Regions from separate parts of the Mus musculus genome. Here regions 1, 3 and 4 are each linked to region 2. A link is a contact called in public Hi-C, HiCAR-type and HiChIP or PLAC-seq data. All regions are on one chromosome and are shown on one strand. The core of a region is the stretch at or near the end of the contact, and the rest is flanking DNA. Distances in the headings are between cores, read along the strand shown.

Region 1 (7,478 bases), core at 1,672-4,171, 2.5 Mb before region 2:
ATGTATTTTTTTTTAACTATGTAGTGACTCAGTTTCCACTTTGACTTGTGGACAAATCATATCCTGAGGCTTCAATCTTCAAACTTGGGCTGACTGGTCACATGTGCCCACAGGTGCCTGCTGAGTTTATTTATAGCATCGATGGAATTTATTTTTTTATTTTTTTTTATTTTTGAAGGTTTGAATAAGAAACAAAACCAAATATGCAAGTGTATGGAGGAGGGTATGGGGGACTTTTGGGATAGCATTGGAAATGTAATTGAGGAAAATACGTAATAAATAAAAAAAAACTTTTAAATATATGTAATATTTAGACTCTTATTGAAAAATGTTAATTCCTCCTGGAGGCCTTAAATTAGAAGCAGATTAAACATGATCATGCAAAAGTTGTAGGGTCACATATTTTATCTATTTTTCTTCATCCCAATTCCTTTAAAAATTGTCAATAAAAATGAAGAAAGGAGGAAACATTCGTAGTTTATTAGCCGCACAACAAGAGAGGTAAGGGCAGATTACCCCGAAGCCATGGTTTCACAGCGCCTGACCAATTACTCCTTATGGCTGTGAAGTCATTTCTAGGTTATCAGTCTCAAGAAATATAATGGAATTTTTTTCATTACCAAATATAAAAGGTATAATCTCAGAGTAGTATACAGTAGTAGGAATAGTTCTTTGTTTACCCGGACCTACATCTCCCTGACACATACCAGACCTGTGTTTCAATAAAATTCTGGACATTATATACATTTAAAAAGTTTGGCTTTTATATTATGATGTTCAATCCTACACAATTTCATAGTTTCTTCATTGTAGCTGGTAGTCTCACCTTGCTAAAAGCTTGAGGTCATTTGTTAAGGAGAGGAGAGAAGGTAGTGTTTACACTGTGATATGTTCCTGTTGTTCCAAGTACCAAGATGTTTAGGAACAAAACTGCAGTGCGGGTGGGGGTAGGGTGGCACAGAAGAAGGCAGAATTCAAATGTCTTAGTCACTCTTGGGATCATTTTACTTGAGTTGAAGTTTCATTTTAGTGGCCTGAAGGGAGGCATAGATACACAGAAGATAATTATTGTACAAATCAGAACAATGAACTCTGGTATACATGAGACTTTCCCATATGTCTCTCCTGTGTTCTCTGTCTGCAGGACAACAGCATACACTGTGAACTGAAACATGCCCTTAGATGTATGACCAGGAAGATAAAAATAACACCTTTCTAACATATGTATTTACATGATGCTGAATCTCAGATATAGTAGCACACTATGAAAAAGGGACACAGCAATAATTTTAACCAGGATCTATCATCATATTAAAAACAGAAAAAAAATATGTTGGAGAAATAAATATTTGGGTGGGAAAAAAAGAAAGATGGAAACTGTACTTGCCAAGAGAGAAAAATAATGAGGTACAAGTTTCCCTTGTCATATGAGTCAAGTTAATATCAGATAATGCTTAATGTAACAATGGAGGCATAGGAAAAGAATTTTCCACATGGTTTCATTTCTGTTCCTAGGAGTTCTCTGCTCCAGTTTAGTGTATTTTACAAGGCAGAAGAACAGCTGGGTTTATAGTATAAGAAATCCAGCTCAGAGAATATGCTTGCTTGCAGCTCAGTGCTTATTTGCTTAAGTGTCAGGCAGGTTGTGGGTCTGGGTACAGAAAGAACTGTTACTGCTACAAATATAAACCTGTAGGTGGATAAAGAAGATACTGGCTCAGAAGAGCACTGTAATACATTGTGTTCATTACTACCAACAAAGCCGCCAACATCTAAGATTCTTTACAAGGTGTTTGTCTAGAAATCAGCTGGTACAAGTTCAAGCTCTTAATTGGGTTTGGTGACCTCTAAAGTGTGCTGGATTCTCATTGCAGTATCTTCCATTGTAGTACTGGTAGAATATTGTGCCTGCCTCCTAGGTACATGGGAAGAGAGAGAAAAATCTGGATAGATAAATGAATAGATAGATATCAACAGATAGATAGATAGATAGATAGATAGATAGATAGATAGATAGATAGATAAGATAGATGGATGATAGATGGATAGATAGATAGGTAGATAGATATGTAGATAGACAGATAGTTGATAGACATGGATAGATATACAATCACTTGGTATGTGATAATATTAAGTATAAAAAAGTACTCGATTGAGTTTGAGAAACAAGTCAGTCAGTAACTTTCCTTGCATAAGCATCAAGACCAGAGTTTGTATCTCTAGCATCAATTTAAAGCCACTTAAAACAGTGTATGCCTTCTACTTCAGTGCTTGGGAAATGGACAGTGGATTCTGAAGCACACTGGACAGACTGGCTAGATGAAATGATAAGCTTCAAAATCAACAAGAAACCTTATCTCAAAAGTTAAAGTGTAGAACAATTCAGAAAGACATCTAGTGTGGACCTCTGACCTCCACATGTGTACACACTCACAAACATACAACACACTACATACGCATAAAGAATGCTCAATTAACAAATGTTTCATTTTACATTTGTGTATTATTATACCTAAATAAGTATAAAATGCCCCCAATAGATCAAATAAAGGATTAAAAACATTTATTAATAATTTTGCATAAGCAGTGAAGAAATTTTATTTTACATCTATACCATAGATAGTTCATAAATTTTCACACCGTGTCACATACACACAACAACTTGCCTCTCTAGACAGATACAAGGCTTTCATAATGAGCCTGGTCTCCGCATTTGTGGATTAACAAAGCTTTCTTATTAGATTCTTATATCCTCGATAACCACCTAATTAGATACAACAAAACCACATTTTCTTTAGTGCATCATGGAAAATAAGTAATCACAATTAGAGGGTGTCATTTTCCTCTATTCCTTTGCTTATTGGGTTTTAAATCCCTTAGATGCTTGCATAGATTTCACATCTGCAGATTACCTTGCAATCAGTGATTGGCTATTCACAGTGCAGTGATTAGCATATATGTGAAAGTATATGGTATGCACACCTACTCATTACAATCCTCACAAATATGTACCTTTTTTTATTTGCAGTTTCAAGAGGGTCCATGTAATGTACATCTTACCTTAAATGTTTTATTATATACTGCAGGTATATTTTAGACAATATTTCCCTACTTGGAACAGAATTTATTCCACAATCTCCCACAACTTGAGTTAGCCGAAATCTTCCAGTAGCATTTCTAAATATTTTCTCCCAGCTGCAGGCTTTAGTGTCACAAAATTAGAGCTTAGAATGTATCTAAATCATCACTGAATTTTGAAAAAAAATATGAGCCAGTATAAAATCAAAATAAAAATAAAAGTTACAAAAAAATCAATTCTTCATCTCACCATCTACACAAGAAAACGTATCTAAAAAGTCAAAGTATAGAACAATTCAGAAATTTCTGAGATTCCCATATTAACTCATAATCATGACCATGAATTCCAGGCAGCCTTCTGTACAGTCATGTAGTGTAACAGAAGTCTGGACACTCAGATATGTTTTCCCTATTAGTTTCTCAGACAGAGTGAGACTAAAAAGGTTGCTAGGTTGCATTAAAGGGATGTAAGAATATCCACTCTTCTTCCCATGGCTGTCCTACAGCCAATAGGGGTCTTGTATACTCATATAGAAAATGAATAGCTATTTTAAATAGTGAAAGAGACGTTAACACTGCCTCAGAAAACAAATAAGAGTGCACATTTGATTGTCAAAGAAAACTAGTTGCCAGGAGAGTGACACTGAGGCAGTAAGAGAAGGCTGATCCACAGCATCTTTACTGTCCTCTGCAAAAGACCAACTTTGACACAAGGGGGTAAACTGAGGCAGGCAGCCCATGAGTGGCCAATGCTGACTGGGGTGGATCTAGATACTTATAGGGGCTGCTGTTTATGGCAGCCAGCGGTTTGAGAATAGAAAGAGAAAATTCTCTCTCTCTCTCTCTCTCTCTCTCGATCTCTCTCTCTCTCTTTCTCTCTCTTTCTGTCTCTCTCTCTCTCTCACACACACACACAAATACACACACACAGACACACACAGACACACTGAGTGGATGAAATGAAAAGCAGAGTCCAATAACTTCGTACATATGAATATATACATACCTGCATACATTCATGCATACATAATACACATGTGCATTCATATATCATACAGACCTACAGGCAGACATATACACATTCATACATAAAATGGTTAGAGCAAAGCTGCAGTAAGCAGACTAAGCATTTTATACATCCACAATATACACATATACATACAGTTGGTGGATAGATCAAGCTCCAACACACACACACACAGGCAAGGTTTATATATATACATACATACACATAGTCAATGAGTGGAAGAAACAGGGTTTCAACCCCCCCCCATTCATACAAGCTTTACATATATACATACATATACATGTTTGATAGATGGAAGGAACAATGTTCCAACCTCCATACTACATTTTTCATTCCATAGTTTATATATCCAGGCAAAATCTTTCAAGTAGTTTAAAATTACAATGTGATTACATTTTAGTTTTCTTCTAGTGAATTATCATGAAAAAAAAATGTGATCCCTAACATCTTTACAAGAAAGAACATTATGTAGCACAGGTAAAAAAAAAATTATTTCCAAAAACTCACGTACGTACATTCGTACCTAAGCAACTTGTTATAGATTAAAGTATAAGCAAGTAAGGTAGTTTTCTTAGCCAGCTTCTCTAACTTGCAGGCAGCAATTTGTGATTACAAAGAAAGGAGTGATTATTTTATTACTTATCTTTAAAAGTGATCTAGTAAGAATCACAAAAGAATCGCAAAACTAAATTCTTATATAAAAATCAGTTATATATACTTTAAATCCTCATAATGCATATCTACTCATCAGCAATTCTTAATAAATCATGGCATGGAGCTGCGGGCAAAAATGGGTATAAAATTGGGTATCAATTATCACCAGTCCAGCCTCAGTGAGAGTCATGTCAGCCAGTGCTGTCATTGTTCTTGTTCCCTGACCATAAAATGTCTCTAGTTTAATTAATAAATGTATGCCCTTCTGAACTATAAATTGTTTTCTAGGGTTTTCTACATCAAAACCAGTAGTAAAAGCATCTCAACCTAGCTTCACTACCAAATTTATTTTTCCAAGTGTTTTGTAAGGTGCTGACAATCTACATTGCTAAGTTTTTTTACTCCAGCCAACAATGCCTGAAAGAGATCAAGCATTATCACTGAGTTCCAGAGATACTGTCCAGTGAGGGACCAGAAGTCACTTTAAAATTTCCATACACTTCTTAGATTAATTGGGGTGTGAGGGCAGCAAGCAGAGCAGAGCTATGTAAAAGTAAGAAGTCCTTAGGAAACATGGTCCTCTCTCTGGGTTATGCCACACTGAGGCTCACCCACATGGCTGTGGTAACAGGTGGGCCACATTCCATGAGTTCTAAAGCCCTAATTCATTCCTCCTGCATGGCCTTCGGGAGTCCTCTGTACCTGTTTCCAGATGATTCAGAGGCTGAGCAAGAACATAGACTTCAAGGGATGGTGTGGAGATGGTTTACCATCAGAAATCTAGTGAGCAGCAGAGACAAACATTATGCAGGCACTGTGGGATTCAGTATCCCTCATAGAGGAGAAACTGCTGTGGGCATAGGGGTTTGGGCACCAGGAAGCCTTGTTAGTTTACCTGTGTGTTGTCAGCACGAACAGTAAGTGTATCCTAGAGGCATATTAGAAATGTCAACAGGACTCAGGTAGCAAAGGAAACTGCAACATGTCCAGTCTAGGTAAGTCTGTCTTAATCCTTTTCTAATGTAGAAGAGAACTAGAAAGAGTTTTTCTCTATCTAGGAAGAACCAAGCAAAAGTCAAATACAAGTAATAAGCAGATGCTGAACAAATGATAGGAAGTCTCTTCAGAGCAGATGGTATGTGGAATATCTACAACACTCTGTGTCACTCTAAGATACATGGTTTTGTATCAATGCCATGCTACCTGGCCCCTTCATCCTGACATCTATTGCAACTGACAAACCTTCTGTGATCGTTACTCAATGTGCCACACTGAATTTTACAGGAGGTGATGCAAACTACAGAACTGTTGCCGTGCCTTCCAAGAGTGTGAAGTGGACTGAGGTCCAGCTCAGTGGTGGAATGTTTGCCAACCATATGTGAGGCTCTGAGTTCAATTCACAGTACTGCTCAGGGGCGTGTGGCAAGAGAAACAGACAGAGGAATGGAGACAGAGGGAAAGAGAGACAGAGACAGAGAGAAAGACAGACAGTAACAGAGAGAGGGAGGACAGGACACAGATCAGGGAGAGGGAGACTCTAGTTTTATTTCTACTTGACCTGACTTTTACTTGCATTTTTAATATTTTACACATATGAAGACTTTGCTATATATGTGTATCATGTACATTCCTGGCTCCTGGAGACTAATGAGAGCATTAGATGCCCTGGTACTGGGGACTTTTAGGTACTGTGTGGGTTGCGGGAATTGAACCCCAGACCTCTTCAAAAGGTCTGTGAATGTTCTGAAGTACTGAGCCATCTCTCCGTCCTCCTTATATGACTTTTTAAAATGAATGTCCTTTTCTAAGGATTGCTTAGGATCAGAGCTCTCCAGTTGTCGGCGGGGAGAATTCAGCTGGAAGGACTAGTGGTTGCTATGAAAAAGTATCTTCTGACCATTGTAGCATGGAAGATGGATTGAAAAGGCAAGTTGTTCAATCATGGTGATGGGTAAATTCAGCAGTTTATTGAGAATTGCTAGAAAAATAAGGAGTCTTCTGTTCCAGGTATTGCAATTCAATAAAAGCATCAATGTTACTGCAAGGTAGCCAGCCCAATGGGGCATCTGCAAGCGCCTTCTATCTAGAGTAACACAGTTTTCTTATCCCAGCTGCCCAGACATAGAGTGGCTCAGGGAAAAGCAAGGGGGGATGAGGAGAAAGAGAGAAGAAGGGAGAATGGAAGGAGATTTTTAAAAGAAAGAAAACAAAGGAAGGATAAAGAGACAGGAAAAAAACGAAGCTAAATCTGGAAGGGAAGTCTCAAGTGTTCCAATACAAAACCCAAATGTTAAAGAAGAAGAAATGGAGACAAAGAAGTTTAAACGATTTGCTTAATAACACACAGCTAATGACAGAGCATGGATTAGAATTTACTCCTTCAGGTACTTGAAATAATGTTCTTTCTTAATATACCACACTCTTAAGTTATTTAGTACAGAGTCTAAAAAAAAAAATACTAAGCAGGTTTTAACATTTATCCCTTTGAATATTGCAGGCAAGTTTGAGAAAAATAGTAATTGTGAATAAAAATTGATTCAAGGATTTTTAAACAGGTGCTTCCATTTGTAACGAGAAAAATAGAGAACCTTTCTCTAGTCAGTTGAACATGAATATTATGTGAACAAAAATGCAAATTGCAGCATCTTTCACTTGCCTCTCTTTCCTCACTCCCTGAAGACCCTTTTGTTTCTAAGTAGAAATTAGCTAGAGAAAGAAG
Region 2 (7,199 bases), core at 3,357-5,856:
AGTAAAAAGAAGAAAAAAGACAAAAAAAAAAAAAAAAAAAAAAAAAAAAGAAAAAAGAAAGAAAAGAAAAAAAGGCAAAAATATACTAAGGAATATGTATATAATGCTTAAGTCGTATCTTTAACTTACCATAGATGACAATATACCTGTGTCTATAGTGCCTAGGCCAAATCCGGCCCATTGCTTGTGTCTATAAATAAAGTTTTATTTAAAGGCAGTCAGGCTCCTTCATTTATATACTGTCTATTACTGCCTTTTAGCTATATTAGGCAAGGTGAGTAATTGCATAGCGATCAGGAAGCCCATAAAACCTAACTACTTGGATTTTCATCACTAAATATGTCCACATATAGCCAATTTCATTGTACATTTATGATTTTTTTCCTTCTGAATAGCTACCAATGTATTCATTTTTTAACTAGCTGGATGATCATTAGTCTGCTCATCCATTCATCAATCAACCAACTTCTCTGCACCTAGCACATGGACAAAAGAAGGAGGAGAGATTTGGGAGAATCTAACTGGCATGTAATGCTGAACTAAGAAGAGAAAGCAGTGAAAAGGAAGACAGGTTGGTTTCAGGCTAAGGGGCAGACAAGATCTCAGCTAGCACAGCTTGGGCATTTATAAATCGTTGAAACGCTAACTATTCAAATACTGATGCTGAAAATCCTTGGGCTACCATATGCTAGCATGACTTCACAAAGGCACAGTCTGACTTACTGTGGGTTCTTCAACAATATTGAGATGGTTTGGAAGAGCTATAGCTACTCGGAGATATCAGAAGGGCTGATCACCTCTAAGCACTAGGACGCAAAGCCCCCAGGCCTTTCCCCAAACTCTGGGGATTAGGTGACATCAGAGTTTGAACTGGATATTTGAGGGAGATATTTTACTTGGATACTAACTGAACTCAGTGACCCCTAAGATCTAATCCCCCAAACTTCACTGCTCTATTTTGGGCCTTATAACTGGAAAAGATAGCTAATGTGTGAGCAGAAAGAAATGCTCACCTAATAAATAATCAATGTAACAAGTGCGGGTACTTGTCCCTTTGGCTGTCTAATCAATGGCAGTGGATGAAGCGAATACTATTGACACACACTAAGTGAATGTTGGAAGTTAACTTTAGCCGAAGTTAAGTAAGCATAAATTACATTCAAAACTATGTTCTCTTTGTTTGTGTTGGCACACCAAATGCTTACCTCTTTAGTAATGGTTGAAAACCATTAAAAAGGGGAAAAGGGGAAAAGGGGAAAGGGGAAAGGGGAAAAAATTAACAACTTAAACATCCAAGTAAGATTATACTGAACAATTCAATATGGCCAACTCATTTTTCATTAAACAACGGACATTTATACTGTGAGTATCATGCATACCTGGACACAGGCTATAGATTCCCTAAATTAGGCATCTATGTATTAAAGAACACTAATTTAAAATATGTCCTTATTTAGGGGTTTTAAAGTTGACTTTTTATTTCTATATTCTAGCACTTAAATATTTAAGTACCTTTATACCAACTTAATCAAAGTGAATTACAACGGAAGAAAGGCCAAAAATATTCCTTTGATAAGACAATTTTGAAAAAAAATGCATCACTTTGTAAAGAGGAACACCCAAGGATATTTTATATTCATAAAAGCAAATTGACCAGTTATTCAATTATGAAAGATGGTTTCTTGCTTGGAGCTCCTCATGATTAATGCTATTGTGGGGACACTCCTAGCTAGCGAGAGCACAATTCAACCCTACCACATTCTCTTTCCTAAGGTGTCTAAAACATAAACAGCACTCAATGGATTTTTTAAAGGGGATGATCAATAGCTTTCTGGGTTAGATACCACTAAATTATTCTTGCTTTGTTTTCACTACAGTGCCTGTATCTACATAGTTCTGAATACTTTTTAAACCTAAATGGAAATAAGAAAATCCACAAATAAATATTCTCTTGCCTCTTTACACATGGCCAGGAAATCCAGCGACACAGCTGAGCACCCTCTTCCTTCTCCTTTCCAGGACTTATGCTCCTCAGCTCCTTGTTTACTTGTGAACTCCTAGGACTTTCTTACAAAAATTAATTTCAAATAAATATAACAGAATAATAACTACTTTCAGCACAAACACCACAGATAGCATATAATTAAGATGAGGGGGGAAAAAAACCAAAGTATTCTTGAATACGCATTGCTTTAATTTTTCTCTTGATGGACTTTCAGATTATTTTTAAATGATCTATTAAAAAATCCTCTTCTTGTAAAGAGCTATTAAAACTGCAGACACTTGGGAATGCTGGGGAGGGAAAGTGGGTCATGTTGCAAAATTGATTATGTGAGCTCTCTCTACTCAGTGCCCATGTCAGCAACATGGAAAAGCAGTCTCCAGACTGGATTCTACAGCCACACTTTCTTCTGCAGAGAAAAAAAAATGCAAAGCAAAACAAAACAAAACAAACAAACAAAAGAGTGCTTTTTGTACACTGGGAAACAAAATGGGTGGGGTGGGAGCAGTTCAATTCTATCCCTGAACACAAACACCAAACTGGACTTTTCAAAAGACAAACATAGCCCAGAAAAAAATACTTTTGTAATAAAAAAATGGTGTGTGTGTGTGTGTGTGTGTATACATATATATATATATATATTCTAAATCTGGAATCTTGTCTATCTTACTATCTTATTTTAAACAAGCCAGCAATTGCAAGCTTCAATCTGTTTGGATAGAAAAGAATTTATGTAAATGTTTTGTTCAAGCCCAAAAGGGAAAGGGGTGTATAAAATATACAGTGTATAAAAGATGCATGCCCAACTCCAAAACAGCTTGATACACAGGGGACCAAAAAAACCCATCTGCCCTTCTGCTAGGTACGCCCAGCAGTCCTGAAGCTTAAATATCATGCCATTTGCAACATGGTTTCAATGACCCCAGCAATAAGAGATTAACCAAAATTTCATAACTGCTCTGTTCTCCTGCCCTCCTGGCTCTTGGGGATGAAGGGCAGAAGGAAGAGAAGGAGAAGGTCAAAGAACTAATAGAAACAAACAAACAAAAAGAAGTCTCTATTTTTTGCACTCTTTCTTGGCACTTGAGAAAGAAAAAAAAAAAAACTGAGGCAGATCAATCTGTACAATGCTAAACCAAATCTCTTTAATTCCAGTCAGCTTTTATCATTCAGTCGCTGAGTCTCTGTGTGGAAAAATTCATGCTAATTCCCCCTAGCAACAGCTTCAGCCTATCAGGAGACTTTATGTACCGTGCAGCTGCCTGCCAGAATAACTCTAAGTAGGTCAGGCCTGTATTTCTAAAAATGCTACGGTCTAGTAACCCCACTGTCCCGTCTGTCTGCCCTGCCCCATAATAACCTCAATTGCTTGGTGACACAATGACATACTATCCTGTTAGAGTGCAATCACATCATGCTACATTATTCTGCAGGAGCATGGCTGGGTGAAGGACCCTCCGAGGGGCAGCATTAATCAGACAGCCATTCATGTCCACCAGCGTTTCTCTCTAGAAATGGGGACTGCATTAATGACCAGCTGTTTGAACTAACACAAACAAAATAATGTCTTCCACCCTGTTGGGTGCACAGAATACAGCATTCTGATCTGGCAGGTTCCACCTCTTGACTAAATCGAAGATGTAAATTAACTGGGCTCAGACAACATAGGCTTTGGCAATCTTAAAGTGAGTATATTTAAATTATATTACATGTGATTCAAAAAGCTATTGATTTCATATACACGTCTCTCCTTGCCTACAATTTTCCTTAATCCACGTTTTTAAAAGGAAAAGTGCATACACGGGTAACATAATACATATGTGCATATTGTCCAGGGACTCAACTGCAGGGGCTGAACTAAAATTGACTTCGCTTCGGGCAGAGAAACAAAGCTGGTCAGTAGTAATTGTGCAGCATGAACACAAATACAAATACTAAATGCACGCTGCGAAGGAGCACTGAAAACAAATAAGAGTAAACACGCTGAGCCTGCTAGCCAATCAGCTCCTCCCACCAGCTCCTCCTGGAGGCTCCAGAGAACGCCCCACACCTCCAAATAACAGAGACAGGGGATGGAAGGGAAAGGTGCCCTTCAACATCATATAGTGGTATGTCGCTTCCTCACAGGGTTACCAACAAGATAATTGCAAAAAAAGAGCTTCTTCAGCGTATAAATTAAGAATACCAAAACAACTCAGAACCTGCAGTCAGGTTTTAATTCTATAGTAGGGATTTTAGAATCTAATGGGGACATATGTCCTTGGGTGTACTTTTAACTTTCTCCCATTGGCATACAAAAGCGAATGGGTATATACGGAGACAGGACCCCAGCAGTGCAGTACCGGGCTGTTTGGGACGGTATTTTACAGGGACGGAGCTTGCATGCTCAGTCTGCATGCTTATGGGTCCCCTGTTTGATCTAACAAACACCCTCCTATACGCTGAGCATTTCCTGCCAGAAGTTAGGCAGAATCCAGCCAGTGAGATGTGCACTTCAGCCCTGCTTAATTTTCAAACAGAAAATGCCTTCATGTGTCTGCCCTCATTTGAACTGTGCTTGATAACTTAGTTATGACTGTCTTCTGCACTCTGTGGCACACAGCACACAGTTATTCTTGGAGAGATACAGTCTCTGACGCAACCATGAACCGCTAATTACAAGCTGCTGACATTCTGCTCGTCTCTGCAGCTTTGAAGTTCTGCTTTGTCTCATGGCTGTTCCACTGTGCTCCCACCCCTTACCCTCTCCTTTCTCTCTTTCACTTCATAGCCTTTCTGAATGCTCCTCTAGCACAACCTGGAGAAGGAGAAGGGATTATCAGACTTGCTTGCGTTTCTTTCCTCTCCCCACCACATCCTGACACACTCTCTCTCTCTCTCTCTCTCTCTCTCTCTCTCTCTCTCTCTCCCCACATAGATCTACAGTTTGGAAGTACAGTAATAAGATCCTGTCTCCACCCCACCCTCAGGAATGCACCAACAGCTGGCCAAACATAATCCAGCACACAGAGCCGCTTTGTAGAATTTCTAACAAACAGTGGGAGGACAGGCCAGACAGGCGTCCCAGAGGAGCCCCCATGACAACTGGGAAAGCTGCTTGCTCCCGGCTCAGAGCTCAGTTCACCCAGCTCACCCTTATCTATCTACAAGCTTCTAGTACCAGCCAAGCCCCGACAGAGGCAATGAGAGGCCACCCTCCTCCTTCCTACAGCCTCAAGCAGGCTGCAAGCTTTCTTCACACTGACATCAGCCGTGCCCTGCCTCATGCCACACACCCCTGCAAGCTCGACAGCCACAAACCCCAGTGCCAGGATCAGCAGCAGCACCTGTGGTCACCATCTATAGCTGGGTGCCAGGAGGACCCTCCCTTTTCCTTAAAGAATTTCCTTTATTAAGCATAGCTGATCCTAGCATTTGAAAGCATGTAAATCTAACACTGTATCCATCTCCACTGAATGCTTAGCTTCTGAAGCCTGTGGTATCCAGCTGGCCTCAGAGTCATCTGGGATACATTTATTTTGATTAAATTGATCGCATTTCTATTTAAGGGACAGAATTTTTCTGCCATACTGAATACAGCTGTGTTTACAGGGCTCTGTAGGAGAAGAAAACAAAACCGTACAGTGAGCCTTAGCCCAACGCTGAGCACTTAGAACTTCAAGGAGTTAAAACTGAAGGGGTTTGCTATGCCGTTAAAAAGAAAAGTCTATATGCAGCTGCTCTGGCCGAGCTTTCTGGCTAGCCAGGAAATAGGTCTTGAGCAGGAGCTGAAAACACTGGCTTGTAATCAAACCCAACCCAGCAAAGAGTCTCTCTCTTTCTCTCTCTCTCTCTCTCTCTCTCTCTCTCTCTCATATCTCTCTCTGTGTGTGTATGTGTTACACAGTCTCTTCCATGTCTCTACACGCATGCACATGCACTTAAATCCATGCTGCAAGGCTGCTATTTTTCTCTGGGGACACTGTACAGTCACCCAGCCCATCAGTTTCTTCCTTGACAGTACCAGGGACATCCACACTGCAATTTACAGTTCCTCCATGCACGTGCTGGCAGATCCACTATGCCATCCTTCCTTAGATTAAGACTGCGGAGCTGGCAGCAGACAATCTTACGACAGTCAGCATCTCTTCTTTTCCCCTTCCATTTCTCCAGCTCTGCCCTGCCAAGCAGACACAGCAAGTACCTGCTTCATCCATCTTCAGTTCCACTCTCTGAAAAAATGCCACCACATCCAGACCTGGGTTGTCCCCCTCAGACAATCCCAGCGAGCAGCCGGGGTTAGGTGCGTGAGGCAGGGGCGGTGGCTGCCCTCGCCCTGTATGCATATCATCGGTGGGCACTGATGTATAGTATTCCTAAATTCCCTTTCCAAGTCCTTCGCATGCCTTCGCATCCCACCCCAGTCTTCTGCAACTTCACCCTGTCTTCCAAGACCCCATCGGCTGTGAGAGACCCTGGCCAGAGACTGAAATAGGTCCTTCTTCCGCAGAGTGCAGACAGGAGATTCTGGGATCCTAGTTGTACGATGGGCCATCTCAGGCAGGAATCAGCCGGAACCATGCAGGTGAGCCAGACGAAGCTTGATGTGCCCACAGTGGTGCAGCCCGGGAGCGGTGAAGAAGACAGTCTGGCTTCAGAGTTTCGAGAAAAGAAAAAGAAAAAGAAAAAAATCAAAAAGAAAGAAAGAAAACAGCGCAGCTCGGCGCCTGTGGGGGTGGAAAAAATACAGACACAACCAGAAAAAAAAAAAACAATAGTTAAAATCAAATTTCAAAACAAAAATAGGAAATACAGAGATCAGCATACTTGATGCGACTTTTATTTCTGACGTTTTCTTGGTTTATTGGCCTCCCCACCCCCCTCCAAAAACTCCCCAGTCCCTGAACGCCCGTCTGTCCACGAGTGCCGAGTCTCAAATGCGATTGCTCCACAGTGCCGCAGACCTACATCACATGAGGAAGCACATGACGAGCCGGAGTCGGCTGCTGCTGTGGTCAACTGTTCTGCCGAGGCAGAAGGGGGGTAGGAGGCAGTGCCCCTCTCACGCTGCCAGGAAGAAATTTCCTTAAAAGAACAATGGGAGGGCAGCATCTCAGAAGAAATGCTTGAGCAATATGGACTTTTGCACACTGATGAAGAGGCACTGTGGGTCCTTGAAGACAAGCGGAGGATGCTGTACCGCAGACACAAGCTGGAT
Region 3 (6,896 bases), core at 1,356-3,855, 2.5 Mb before region 2:
TAATTATCTTTACAGGCCCCGTAGCCTCAGCATCTTTCCTTAAGTTTATACCAGCATCCCATTCTCTCTCTACCTGGATTCAAGGGTAGGCCTGGTGAAGAACACAAGACTTGCTGGCCAGGATGGGGACTCAATGCTCTCTTTTGATTCATACCCTTGTCTTTCACTCTGATTTACTTCCAGTGAGTGCAGTGATTTACCTTTTGGGGGATTTTTTTCACTTTGTTCTTCATAAGCCCTTTGTTGGCTTTCTAGAAGTTATTGCCACTGAATTAGATTTTAATGGAGTTAATATATCAGTATGTTATTTAGCAGTTTAGCCCGCGATTAATCCTAGAGAAGTTGGGTGAATGCCTTACCAGGAGGCTGTGTGTTCTCCAATGGCTGCATTACTCATGCGGGATACAGAAGGACAAATCTAGAGCAGCAGGATAAATGAGGCCAGGTGACTGGGGAGGCAGGGCTCCAGAGTTTAGTGGCTTAGAAGGAAGGGCACCATTTTTCTCGGAGGTGAGGGTCAGTTTTCCATCCTAGGGTCTTTGATGAGGAAAGCAGACATTAATCCTACAGAAAATAAGATGAAAATGTTACTCACCTCTGAACCAGGCTTAATGATGAATCAATAGATTTGCCTTCAGATTTCCAGTTTCAGTGCCCTGAATCTAAACAATGGGCAGGTCTCTGGCTTATGTGCACCTAAGACTTACAGTTAAATTAGTTTTTTTTTCTCCCATTTTCTTACCAAATGTGAAGCAATGTAATCTCTATAACATACTCATTAGTAAGATCCAGAGCCATTAAATCCAATCCTCGGTTTTCACCCATGCTATCAAATACACATTAACCCCTCTTGCTTTTTCACTTTTCAGAGAATGGAAATAACAGTAGAAAATTCATCTGAATTTTGCTCACAAACACAGAGAGCTACAATGTTCTGAGGAATCTACAGATAATAATGAACATTTTTTGTCTTCCTGACTTCTCATGTGTATTCTGTGTGCATATGCACACATGCATGTGTGCACGCACGCACATACACACACACACACACACACACACACACACACAGAGAGAGAGAGAGAGAGAGAGAGAGAGAGAGAAAGAGAGGTGTACAGGTGTATTCAACTGTGTGGAGGCTCCAGAGTTAATATCTGACGTCTTCCTCACTCTCCTTTGCATTCACTGAGTGGGTCTCTTGTTGAGCCCAGAGCTTACAGATTGTGCTGCTTGGTTACCTAGATGGTCTCTAGCACTCTGACTCCACCTCCCCTCCAACCCCCCAGATTGCTGGGAATCTAAGTGTCATCCTGCCTGCCTGCCTTTCAAGTGTGTTTGAGGATCCAACTCTGCTTTCCATACCTGCTTTTTATGGTAGGCACTTTGGCCACTAAGCCATGTCCTTGGCTGTCATGTATACTTTTCCATCTACAGGTTCCCTAAAATGTTGGAGCTCCTGCCCTTCTTACTGTGATGTCATCACTTTCTTTTCCACCATGGATATAGTAAGTGGCACATTTGTCCTATAATGGTACCTTTGTGAGACAGACAGAGCTAATTTTTCATTCTAGATACCTGAAGCTACAGGCTACATTGAAAACAGGGAAAAAAAAAAAAGCCAGCAGTTCTAGGTTATGCTGACACAGGTAATGACTTAAAATTCCTCTGAGCTTAGATTTTTTTTTTTGTGCTTATGAGTCTCTAAATTAGCTTTCATTATCTCAGCAGGTCTCTGCCTTTTGAGTTTTGAAGCCATCGTTTATGAATATAGCCAGAGCACTGAAGTTGTTTGCTTTTAAGGTAACAAACCCCTGCTGGATGGGAAGGTGTGAGGTATTAGGGTTAGTGAGAATTGCAGTCAGTGGATATAGCATTGCTCTGAGGTGAATTAAAGAAGTCGAGCTTGATTTGATTTCAGCTGCAGTGTCTTTAGCCGGTACCAGAATGAATCCATGCCAGAACTGGCAGGGACTTTGAAGTGAGAGAATCCCTGTGGATTTTGTATAATCGCACCACACGAAGGAGGGAATATATGAAACACCTGTGAGATGCCACCCTGCCTCTGGTCCTGTGAAGAGGTTTAATGTTTAGACTCTCACACAGTGAGTCTCAGCCTAGTGGAATTTCTATCAGCAACAGAGAAAGTAGGCTCATGAGCAGCAAATACTATTTGCATCACTTAGAACCACAGACTTGAAAAGGACTAAGAAGTCATCAAAACTGCCTGCCCTGCTCTTGGAAAGAAGGCCTTCCTTGCAGAAGGCAGAGGACACTTGGCTATCTGGACCCAATTCAAAGGTTACAGGCATCTGCATAAATCATTACCCCTGCTTACCAACATCTGCAGCTAGTACACAAATTCTCAGAAATAACATGCCTTTAGACCTGGCTGGGGTTCTTCCAGTTTTTGCTGGAAGAAATAGGGTGCTTCATATTGTTCAGCCATATACTCAAAGCTCTATGGCAAAAGAGTTCATTACATGGTGAAAGACACTAGCTTGGAGAGTATTTCTTGGAGGAAGTGCTCTCATCCCTGACTCTATCCTCTGCAAACTCGAATTGTATTGTCTCAAAGACACTCTCATCCCCTCTGGACAGCCAGTCTGCACACTAGATGGCAGTAATAGCCCAGTTTCAGAGTCCCTTTTTGTCTTCCCCTCCCCCTTTCTCTTCTGGCATAATCTTTTCTTGTCCATAGCAATAGAGAATAAAAGATGCAAATAAAATCCCTTTATTTTGTACAAGGCTCATTCAGAAAAGCTGATATACAATTAAAATGATCAGGAAATAAATATTTTAAACAATATTGAAAACTTCAGGCATGGTGGGTTTTTCTTGGTGGTAGAGGAAGGTCTCTGATTCATTTCTTTGTTTGTTATTCTTTTTCAGGCATAGTTTAATTACCAAAAGAGGCTTGTTGAGGCCCAAGGTCTAAGCTTAAATGAGATGATAAAAATGTATTTTGGAGATTTTGGAGGGAGTAGGAGGCAGGAGGAATCCAGCCAGGCCAGTTTTTTTTTTCTCAAATCCCGTGCTTTGCTAGCAGATTGACTCTGTGCTTTATACAACATTAATCTGGATTTCCTAGACATTCAACAGTCAGATGCATGCTCAGAGCCGCATTAAGTATTGCTCATTAACAGTAAGTAAGATACTGGAAACAGAACTATAAACCAAACGAAAGTCTCCTGACATGAGTAGGCCCCTTTGGACTGTTTGTGTAAAATTTAAATCTGTATTGGTGAGCTAGAAAGAGACAGATTCTGTGTCCGTGAAATGTTCTCAGGCCTCTAGAATGTCCTATCTGAGGTCTACTTGCAAAAGAAGGCTCCACTCTTACTGGTGATAATTCATGCTGTTACCAAAGCAGTAAAAACACAAAATGCATATACTGAAACAAATGTGTCACTCTTAAATTGAATGTTGCAGCCACGGCCTTTCCCTACTCCTAAGCACAGCTCCAGCTTCCTGTTGGAATGCACAGGCCCACACTATGCTCCCATTTCCAGCAAATTCTGCAATCATCTCTTAAAGGTTGCCACAGAGAAAACCTAAGCAGCATCCTAAAGAACAACTCAAAGCCACGGGCAGATATGAATTTTTTACTTGGCCCACATGTGAAAATGATTAATGCATTATTTATAGATACTGCCTTTCCAGGGAGCTCAAGGTCATCTGTGGACTCCCAGACAAAGGGTCAAGTCTTGAGAAGCTGGCCTAATAATCGGTGCTGACAGTTTCTTGGACATATTGCAGTGCTTTAAGTAGATGTATTTTCCTACTTGGAAAGAACTGTGAAACCTTTTTTTTTCTTTTTATTCCTTTTAAATTAGTTAGCTACTCACTTATCTGACTTGATTACAACTCATTAACTTTGATCAGAAGGAGGGCATGGGCAGGAGTGTTGCTATGGCCACCTTCTGTCTTCCTCGAGCCTCTGCATCATTCTACTCTGAGAAACATTACAACTAGCCTTTCCATGTAACAAATGTACCTCACTTGCCTTATCCTGTGTCATTGATGCTTCCAGACCTTCTAGGGCTCAGAAAAGAAAACTCAGCGGTAGCACTGTGAAGCAAAGACCAGACTTTTAGATCATTCATTCAAGAACACAAATGGGAAATCAATTCAATATATGATATTATACTTACCTACAGCAGACAGGAACCAATATAGATGACAACTTAAAGGCATGGGATTTGGTATAATATCATATATTGAATTGAAGGACAATCTTTGAAATGATATGTATAACTTTATCATATAGAGAATATGGACCAGTTTTACCGAACAATCATGGGGCATACTATTGAGGTGCCAATTTCTAGTATTTAATGGGTAATGCAATGTGAAAGGACATAGGGAAGATTTGGCCGCTCTAATGCAGGAAGTAAGAAGTACATTCCAGAAAATGTGAGCTGCTTGCTTAGGTAAATATTCAAGTAAGTATTATACAAAGTAGATGGATTTCTAGGCTCAGCATGCACCAGCAATTCTAAATAGCTTTCTCCCTCAATTCTCCTGTAGTATTGTCTAAAGAGGAAAGGCTGCAATGGTCCCATCCTATCTCAAGGCTTGTATTACTACCTAGCTTCAGACATTATAAATCATAACAAAACAAAAGCGCTACAATTAATTATTCTGCTACTATAATTGCTCCCAGAGGCAGAGTCCTGTACTTTTCAGTTTTCACTTAGAGATTTTGTGATTTTCGCTCATTGATTATTGAAAATTGTGTTGCCTTGAATGCATCCACAATGAACTATTCTATATTAATTGGCTTTAATTAAAATTTTGACACAACAATTTCTTCAATTAGTCTCCACATATCACACCAGAAATTAGTGAGTGGCACAGAAATTCTTCAAATGAATGAAACAAAAACTCTTGAAAGAGGTATCTCTGTGACATTGTGACAAAGAAACATCTGTCAAGGGAAAATGTCATAATGTTATCACCAAAGCTGATGGGAGTTGAGAAAGCCCTCAGCCAGTATCTCAGGGTGTCTCTGATGAAATGGCATTGTGCAAATATCTTTGCAATGAAGAAAAAGATCAATTCTTCACATTCCAATAAAAATAGGAATGGTAACTATTTTTTTTAAAAAACTATTTTTTGCCTTATATTTTACATCTGAGACAGTCATACAATCATGATTTAGAGTTAAGGCCTGGATTTTTGAAAGGAAGCATCCTAAAATCTTAGGTCTGACTCCACGATGTACTCCACCCTTGGCTGTAACCCATGGCATTGGTTCAGTTGCCTATAAAGACTTAGCTTCCCCATCTGATAGATCTGTTTCAATTAATATAACAGCTGGGCCTACAGAGTGTACTTTACCGGATGTTACTACAATTCAAGATTCACTAATGAATCAGTGCTTCCTTAGCTACGCCATTGCATGTGGAGTTCCACGTACACAGCAAGTTCTCTGGGCCAGTCTAGCGAGCAGTCAACAAAGGGTGATTAGGTTTTACACAAATGACCATTCCTGTTCTTTTTCATTAATTTTCTTGACGTCCTTGCACCCGAGTTCCAACTGTTTAGTCTGGTGTGGTTACTTACACATGGTTCATGTCCTTTCACTACTAACACATAAGTTTATGACTTTGGGTAACATGCAAAGGTGGCATAATTTTCTAGAGAAAAGAGAAAAATAAGTCTAGACTGAAGTTAGGAGAGTTCCCATGGGAAGGTGGGAGTAACTTGGGCTACTTTCTCAGAGAAGGATGAGTGTGAGGAATGCAGGACAGGCAGTGCATCCAGGCAGGAATGGACAAAGGACTGAGCAAAGGAATGGGTGGGTAGGTGTGTTGGGAGAAATCTGCAATCAGGGTGAAGGGTTCATCACAGACAAGCTGGAATGCAGAGCAGAGCAAATGACTAAAACCAGAAGCCACATGGGACTGGAGAGTGAGAGTGGGGCTGGTGTGTGTGTGTGTGTGTGTGTGTGTGTGTGTGTCTGGGTATGTGTATGTCTGTGTGTCTGTATTGTGCTCATGACTAGAATTCAGGTTCTAGTTAGAGTTAGGGGCCATTCACATAACAAAGTCAACATGTTTATGAATAGATGTATATATTTCATCAGATCCTACTTTCCTCAGTCCAGCTAACATATTTCAGTTTAAGATTATGTGTGTGCACACATCTATAATATAGATACATTTGCATTCATCTTAAGATATAGATGTATGTTCTGATAGTCACATGTATATGTGTATTTACAATATTAAGTCACTTAAATGACAGAAACTCTGCAAAACACATCTTCAGGTGATTTTGTCATTTTCTGAACATCATGGAGTCTGCTTACACAGACCTAGATGATATACGTGTTTTCCTCCATGTAGCCTCTTGATGCAGGGCAGACAAGCAGTAAGCATTAGCTGGAGGAGCCTGCTCCAAACACAGCAAGTGCTTTTGTTCTAAACTAATTTTATTAGTAGTAGGTGTGTACTCTAATAACCAAAACCATAATGAATCCATTTATCAGCAATGTATTAACATTATAGAGAAGTGTTTGCTACTCAGTTTTCTATGCTGCTCATTCACATGGATGACTAGGTTGTAAGCTCTTCATCCATGCATCACTATAGGATGTGAGAAATGCACCACACCACAATACTATGTCAGCTATGCTATCACTGGTCATAGGATTTTCTCAGCTGCCCTATAATTTTATGGAACTCCCAATGGGCACTAGGCTTGTTGACCAAAAGTTCATTATATATGCTAGAATGGAACAGTGACTCAAAACAATAACTTTTTCTACTTCAGAAAATAATAACTGATTTGTAGTTGAATTATAGTAAGTGGCATTAATTCAACATGGGAACTATACCATTTTATATATGTTACCTAATACCATTTAAACCTACAGGAAACAAAAGAGAAAGATT
Region 4 (7,032 bases), core at 251-2,750, 2.7 Mb before region 2:
AGATGTCTCTTTCAACTGCCTGTTGACCTTACATGTTGGGATGGAGAGTAGCACTGAGTATAGAGCTCTGCATTTTAGGAAGTTAGTGAATCACCAGGACACGAATGTCCACCTCTGGGTTCTCTGGTCCATGTCACCCTGCCTAGGGATGCTGGGAATCAAAAACCTAGTTCCCATGCTTATTCAGCAAGCACATTCCCTGCTAAGCTGTTTCCATAATCCTCATGAGACCATTTTAAGGCTTCATTCTAGCTTTTTAAACATATTTGCTCATCAATATATGTCATAAGATGTTGTTGAGCTTTGAGTAGCAACAGGGTTTGCACCCAGGTTCTTTACAAATTAACTGATGATACACAAGTAGAGTTTCTGCCAGATCCTTGTATGAAATGTGTAACTTCACCATAGACTCTCTTTATATTTACCTATATCGAAATGCCAATCACTTCACCAGTCCTACTTAATAGTACGCACTATATTAAAGTGGAATCCTGTCATAGAAATATTATATGCTGGGATGCACAAGTATGCGATGGGTGGTATCCCTGATACTGGAAAGTAACTGCTGCATGAGGTTTTTATTTTAATATAGAATGCTAACATTTGTTTTCCTGCAAGTTCTGAGAGTAAGGAAAACCAACTCAGCTGCAAAAACTTTCTTTCTAGGGTCTGAAAAAAAACAGAGTTTCTTTCTTTTAAGATGCAATATAGTTCCCCATTTGCATTTAAGGTCTCCCTCATTCACTGAGTTTAGAATGCACAGCAGCAACAGAAGAATAAAGTACCCCCCAGTCCTTGTCATTTCCTCATGGCTGGACACCCTCCACTGGGACCAGATAAAGAGTAGCATTATCTTCTGAGTTCCATTCAGCAGGGAGTTCTTCCTCACTGTGGATACAGCCCGGGTCAGTGGCTCTGTCTGCAAAAGGAGGCACCCCAGAGCCCAGGCTGGTTTGATCTCTGAGGCTGGCAGCCCTTGGCTACTCCAGGTGTTGTCTGAGCCAAAGAAGGACCTTTTTGTCCATTACTTACACACACACACACACACACACACACACACACACACACACACAATGTCTAGTCAGTCATGGGTCATAGTGTCCAAAGAAAGAAAGAAAACCACTTTATTTGTTTAGTTCCCAAAGGCATCATAGAATTTTCTTCACAATGGGAATACTCTAGCTGAGGAGGGCCATCTAAAACTTAAAACCCAACGAGAGAGCTCAGAGCTATATAAAGGAAAAGTTGCAGGACCCTGTCACCTGCTGCCACTCTTCCATCTAATAATAGAGCAGTTGCTAGTTCATGACGATATGCCAAAGGGAGGGGATTATGCAAGTGGCTTCACAATGGCAAGAAGTGGCACTTTGTTTTCTCCTGCTGCCACCCGACAAAGGAAGTAGTGAGAAACAGAATCTGTTCACTCCAGTAGCCATGGAGTTGAAGGGGCCCATCCTGGCATCCCGTCTGTCCCCGAGACAGCTAGTGCCCTCCCCATCCCAGGCTTCAGTATGTGTGCCCTTGCCCACCACCATGGTTCAATTTAGCTGGATACACCAGGCCTCCTACAGCACCTGCTCAGGCTCCTAAATGCCTGTTCTGCTGGGAATTGCGCTCTAGCTTCATCTCTGCTCTCTCTCTCCCTTTGTAATTATGTTTAATCCCACAGACACCTGCCTTGGCTTTGAGACGTCACTGATGGAAAAAAAAAGAGAGAGAAAGCAAGAGAGATGAAAAGACCTTTATATCCATTTGTATCCAAATCTGGCAAATAAGCACCACAGGCCAGGGTAATTACACACGTCTAGGGGGAAGTGTGAGAATCCATAGATGAGGGAGCTCAGTCTCACTCAGTTCTGTGGGTTTATCTTCATCTGGCTCCAAATTCAGACGTAAATAAAAGTAAGGAAAGCCACGTTAAGCCCTTCCACGCTGCAGCTCAGACAGCAGTGAAGCTAAGATCTAGGTGAGGTTACTATGCTTGCCACAGTCTTGATTTGCAGTATTCCTCACTTTGTTTGACTGTGGGTGGGGGTGGGAGGAACAAATGTCAAACTACATCACTGACTGAGACACTGATGAAAATTATACGACTCTAAACAGGAGGCTTCCGTGTAACCAGCAATCTGCCTCTCTCAAGTCACCCTGATTTAATTTTTTTTCATTAAAACTATTTTGAAATGGCTTTGACATTAACATTGCCTTTGCATCAAAATATAACATAAATGTTAGTCTTCTCTGAAATACTGAGGTTGAAATTAAACACTTTAGATAAACGAATTGTCCAGAATTTCTCTCCAGTGTATACTAGAGCAAAACAAGCATTTCTGCCTTTAAATGGGTAATGGCAAGATTCTAAGGAACATGGGATTTTTGCATTAATCAAAATATTGTGGGAGAAAACTCATATAGAATGTGGAAAATCCCAAAAGATTGTGCATTGTTCAAATAATATTTTCTTTAAAATATTTGTTTTATTTCTCTGTGTATGAATGTTTGAGTATATAATATAATATATAATACAATATAATATAATATATTACATATATTGTAATACATATAACAGGCACACGTAGAGACAGTGTTTCTTTACCTTGCCAGTTATCATGATGGAGCAATGACAGTTTAGATTGTTCTTCTGTAAGATGAAATAGCCAATATTTTTTTCTCTTTCAGATTAAAGGTCAAGGGAGAAGATACTAAATAACTAATCAAGTTTGTAGTTAAAATAAAAATAATCAAATGAGCTTTAAAAAAAAAAAAGGACTGGTAAAACCAAACCAAGGCAAGTGAACCCTGAGTATAAAGCACTTGCTAACACAGCCAGTAATTGTTATGTGATTGTTTCAATGTTCAAAATAATGAAACCATCTGATATTAATTTACCCTTTGAGCATCTCCATTTATTATGTGTGATAGTAAAACATTAATTGGGAGTTCAGCTGACCCAGCTACATATGTATCGCTTATTGTTTCCTGCCCACATGAGGTTTCTAATTTATACTTTAATAATACATAATTTAGATTCTCTTTTCAAATATATAGATGTCTTAGAGTTACTATGGCTGGGACAAATAAGCATGGCCAAAGCAACTTGGGGAAGAACAATTTTATTCAGCTCATGCACTTCATCACTGTTCATCATCTAAGAAAGTTGAGACAGGAATTCAAACAAGCTAGGAGCCAGGAAGCAGGACCTGATGCACAGGCCATGGACGAGTGCATACTGACTTGCTCTCTATGGCTTGCTCAGTCTCTTTTCTTATAGAACCCAAGACCACCAGCCCAGGGGTGCCCCACTCACAATGGATTAGGTTCTCCCACATCAATCACTAAGTAAGAAAATGCTCTAGAGGTTTGCATCCAGTCCTGTCTTATGGAGGCATTTTCTCAATTGAGTTTCCCCACCTCTCAGATGAATCTAGCCTGTGTCAGGTTGACATAAACCCTGCCAGCACAGCAGTCTTTTATTGAGTTTTAAAAGATACTTTGAGAGGAACCGGCATAGGTTGTGAAACAAGAAAACTAGGATAATAATGTCTGACGAAGTATTACGTGGAGTATTATGGCTTTGATGATGCTAAGTCTGTCTGAAGATAGTTTAGTACTTACTTGTAAAGCTGGACTGAGAAAAGCATAAATGTTTTTATTTGTATTTATTTTTATGAAACAAATAAATGAAAAAATATTTTTATGAAACAATATATACATAATATATATGTGTGTATGTATAATATATGAAGTGATTTGCTGTAATAATACAGCCCTGTGTCTGCTGGGCACTCTCTCTGTTATAAGTAGGTGAGGCACAAGGACCAAATGGCTGCCCCTCAGAGTTTCCACCCCTGGTATCGTCCTCCTGTTGCACACTGTGTATATTAGAAGTGTGTGAGGCATGGTGACTGGGCACTGCTACACAAAGGCTCTATTCCTGCAGTCTTCACTCTGTGGTCCTTAAAGCTGTGTGATACAATGTAATTTGCATTATCTAATTAACTTGGATTTTAAGTTCTGTTATCTTCTTTTAATGAACTAAATTCTCATGAAATGGGCAAGGGGCTTAATCCTAAAGAATATCAGGGTCAGAGATAAAACAAATCATATAATCACTGTCAAAGCCAAGATACAGGGGGCTTGCTTCTTACCTACCTCCAGTGAGCTCATTATCAGCTCCTTCTTGATGAGGGGAAGATGATATGAGATTTGAGTAGCAATCGACATGCTAGAATTAATATTAAAAAGAAGATTACTTGAAGCCCAGATTGAGATCCATAATGATTCATGACAAGCCTTGCATTAACTATGTGTTCTACAGTGGGATGCCAGTTAAGAATGACTATCACAGCAAGGGATTTAAAAATAATATCCTCTATACTTTGCCCCATCCTTTACCCTTTATCTACTTTTTGTGAACTTAATGATTTGTATGCATATTGGCTCATTATGTGTGTGCATTTTAGATCATGTAGTCTAAGCACCATGAGTTGATTACTATTTCTTGTCTGTATGCTACTGGTGAGTCATGTGACCACCCTGATATCTGTTATCTCATGTAGAAAATGATGCTCACTTACCATATCCAAGTTAATTGTTTGGTTTCATAAACACTTAATGATGCTTAACTTCTAGAATCTTCTGCCAGGTTTTTAATGAAAAATGAAGAGCCCCCCCCTCAAAACCACAATCAAATTTCTGTCTGTTAGAACCTCTCTCTCTCTCTCTCTCTCTCTCTCTCTCTCTCTCTCACACACACACACACACAAGCACATACACACAATTCACATTGTAATGCCACTATCAAATATGAAATCTGCTTGAATTTTGGGTGACCTGAAATCTGCCAGGACCCATTACAAGCTGGGATATTTAGTGACCAGTAAACTATCTATCTATTTATTTATTTATTTCCCACAAAGCAGCAGTAGTTAAGCAGCTGACCAGGGGCTGTGCAATCAGTGTGAGCTGCAGAATTAGGAAGGCATACTGGGTCTCCTCAGTACTGGCTGAAGGGTTACATGTGCCTATTTAATTTTCCTTTATTAAGGTCTGCCCTAAACATGGCAGTGTTAGTAAGAAGGTTGTTAGCAACTTATTTGCTTCATTAAAATTTATGGCACATTTTATGTTCACCATCTGGGGCAATGTCTCCCCACCTCACTGTTAAAATGTAACTTAAAACCATGTCTAGCACTGATAATTGCTGGGAGAAAAAAACCCCAACCTATACATGGAATTCTTTTATTCTAATGCCAGAATTGGCCTGCCAGAAACTCAGCATACAGCAGACCAGAAAAAGCAGTATTTCCTGTCTTACCACAACCACTGAAAACACACAGTGGTGTGTTCTTATTTCTTTAGTATGACCTTTTTGTTTATAGATAAAGAAAGAGTAAGGATTGGGGAGCCATTATTTTAGAAATTGCAATCCCTGTGGGAAAAAATGGAATAGCTTAAAACACCTTTGGTAGAAAGCTACATGCCTTGCTACATGCCTGGGCTTAAACCTGGGCATACTTTTGTTTAGGAGACTAAAAATATAAAATCATTGAGTTAATTTAAATTAAAACATGAGATGTAAGAGGCTGCTGAGTTTTCGGAGCCTATCTGATTAACCAACCTATTATGATGTGGGTTTGGTAAAAGATTAGCAAAGCTGCGTCTACTTAAAAGATTAACCTCCTAGCCAACTGCCAGGGCTGGGATCAGCATAGATAGAGAAGACTCTTCAATGACTAAGAGATCTGCTTCACAGTGACACTTTCAAATGAGGAAAGGGATCTCTGAGATGATGTTTTGTGTTATATAAATGGTATTGACTAAATAGTATTTTTATTCAAAACATGAGTATATGTATATATCATGCATGCATGGCATATTTTTTTTATTGCCTGTGGTATGCTATAATGAGGCTTCTAACCTCAGATATCAAGACTGTAACATCCATCACTCTTTCTCCAGATAGAATGCTCTTCTTCCAAAGATTCATCATTGAAATGTCAATATAATCGGAGGTTGCACCAGGGGTGTTGTTTTCAAAGACAGCACTTGCTATTGTTGGTTTTTGAATTAGTTCTTTTAAATGTTAACATATAAATCAATGCATTTCATTATGTCTTTTTCATGCATGCTTTCTTTCCTTTTGGACATGATGGTGGACAATAGGGTCTCATTAGCCCTAAACATTTCATATTTACTAGGTAGACAAGGTGACCATAAGCTTCTGATCTTCCTGCTTCTACCACCTGAGTGCTGGAACTGCACAGCCCCTGGTCAGCTGCTTAACTACTGCTGCTTTGTGTGAAATAAATAAATAAATAAATAGATAGATAGATAGATAGATAGATAGATAGATAGATAGATAGATAGTTTACTGGTCACTAAATATCCCAGCTTGTAATGGGTCCTGGCAGATTTCAGGTCACCCAAAATTCAAGCAGATTTCATAGTGGCATTACAATGTGAATTGTGTGTATGTGCTTGTGTGTGCGTGTGCATGTGTGAGAGAGAGAGAAAGAGAGAGAGGTTTTAACAGACAGAAATTTGATTGTGGTTTTGAGGGGGGGGGGCTCTTCATTTTTCATTAAAAACCTGGCAGAAGATTCTAGAAGTTAAGCATCATTAAGTGTTTATGAAACCAAACAATTAACTTGGATATGGTAAGTGAGCATCATTTTCTACATGAGATAACAGATATCAGGGTGGTCACATGACTCACCAGTAGCATACAGACAAGAAATAGTAATCAACTCATGGTGCTTAGACTACATGATCTAAAATGCACACACATAATGAGCCAATATGCATACAAATCATTAAGTTCACAAAAAGTAGAAAAAAGGTAAAGGATGGGGCAAAGTATAGAGGAGTAGGGAAAGAGGATGAGCAGCAGCAGCAGCAGATAAGAGAAGATGATGTGACCCTGGCTGATGGAGCACTTCCTTAACATGCAAATGAAGCCCTGGGTTTGACCCCAGCTCTTCTTAAAGTCCTCTTTCTCTACTCACCTTCCTGTCCATATGCCTTTGTACTACT

What was found. A called contact is a pair of places that touch in the nucleus more often than the background predicts. HiCAR-type assays count read pairs that join an accessible place to other places. HiChIP or PLAC-seq counts read pairs in DNA pulled down with a chosen protein or histone mark.
Region 1: a contact with region 2 is called in a HiCAR-type map of PVALB interneurons, with 8 times the contacts expected there. The contact joins two enhancer-like sites. A contact is called at or near these places in 1 of 484 Hi-C or Micro-C datasets (embryonic fibroblasts), 4 of 115 datasets of contacts at active chromatin or transcription factors (PVALB interneurons, forebrain, neural progenitor cells and 1 more) and 1 of 9 other capture datasets (embryonic tail).
Region 3: a Hi-C map of cortical neurons shows a contact between it and region 2, with 10 times the contacts expected there. The contact joins two enhancer-like sites. A contact is called at or near these places in 1 of 39 promoter capture datasets (hippocampal neurons), 30 of 484 Hi-C or Micro-C datasets (the HL-1 cell line, adipose-derived mesenchymal stem cells, cardiomyocytes and 17 more), 11 of 115 datasets of contacts at active chromatin or transcription factors (SST interneurons, VIP interneurons, astrocytes and 8 more) and 2 of 9 other capture datasets (embryonic tail and embryonic trunk).
Region 4: an H3K27ac HiChIP or PLAC-seq map of stem cell-derived neural progenitor cells shows a contact between it and region 2, with 8 times the contacts expected there. The contact joins two enhancer-like sites. A contact is called at or near these places in 3 of 115 datasets of contacts at active chromatin or transcription factors (astrocytes, embryonic forebrain and stem cell-derived neural progenitor cells).

Annotation. Positions count from the first base shown.
Region 1 is chr13:25,950,145-25,957,622 of GRCm38.p6, forward strand. The region is part of intron 1 of Gm11351 (predicted gene 11351); the gene reads right to left. Among named protein-coding and RNA genes, the nearest start is that of Gm11351, 12 kb to the right of the region's middle. Within about 2 kb of position 2,922, at least 2 of the 459 cell types and tissues checked have an H3K27ac peak or open chromatin away from gene starts, as enhancers often do. A contact at or near this core is called in PVALB interneurons, where this site is marked.
Region 2 is chr13:28,413,080-28,420,278 of GRCm38.p6, forward strand. It overlaps Gm40841 (a long non-coding RNA gene), which reads right to left. Exons shown (of 3, transcript XR_003950511.1): 1 at 6,006-7,199. Among named protein-coding and RNA genes, the nearest start is that of Gm40841, 4.8 kb to the right of the region's middle. Within about 2 kb of position 4,607, at least 225 of the 459 cell types and tissues checked have an H3K27ac peak or open chromatin away from gene starts, as enhancers often do. A contact at or near this core is called in PVALB interneurons, SST interneurons, cerebellum and 8 more, where this site is marked.
Region 3 is chr13:25,930,401-25,937,296 of GRCm38.p6, forward strand. Gm11351 (predicted gene 11351) reads right to left here. Exons shown (of 4, transcript NR_045062.1): 2 at 360-564. Among named protein-coding and RNA genes, the nearest start is that of Gm11351, 32 kb to the right of the region's middle. Within about 2 kb of position 2,606, at least 52 of the 459 cell types and tissues checked have an H3K27ac peak or open chromatin away from gene starts, as enhancers often do. A contact at or near this core is called in SST interneurons, cerebellum, cerebral cortex and 6 more, where this site is marked.
Region 4 is chr13:25,749,706-25,756,737 of GRCm38.p6, forward strand. No RefSeq gene overlaps it. Among named protein-coding and RNA genes, the nearest start is that of Gm11351, 210 kb to the right of the region's middle. Within about 2 kb of position 1,501, at least 34 of the 459 cell types and tissues checked have an H3K27ac peak or open chromatin away from gene starts, as enhancers often do. A contact at or near this core is called in embryonic forebrain and stem cell-derived neural progenitor cells, where this site is marked.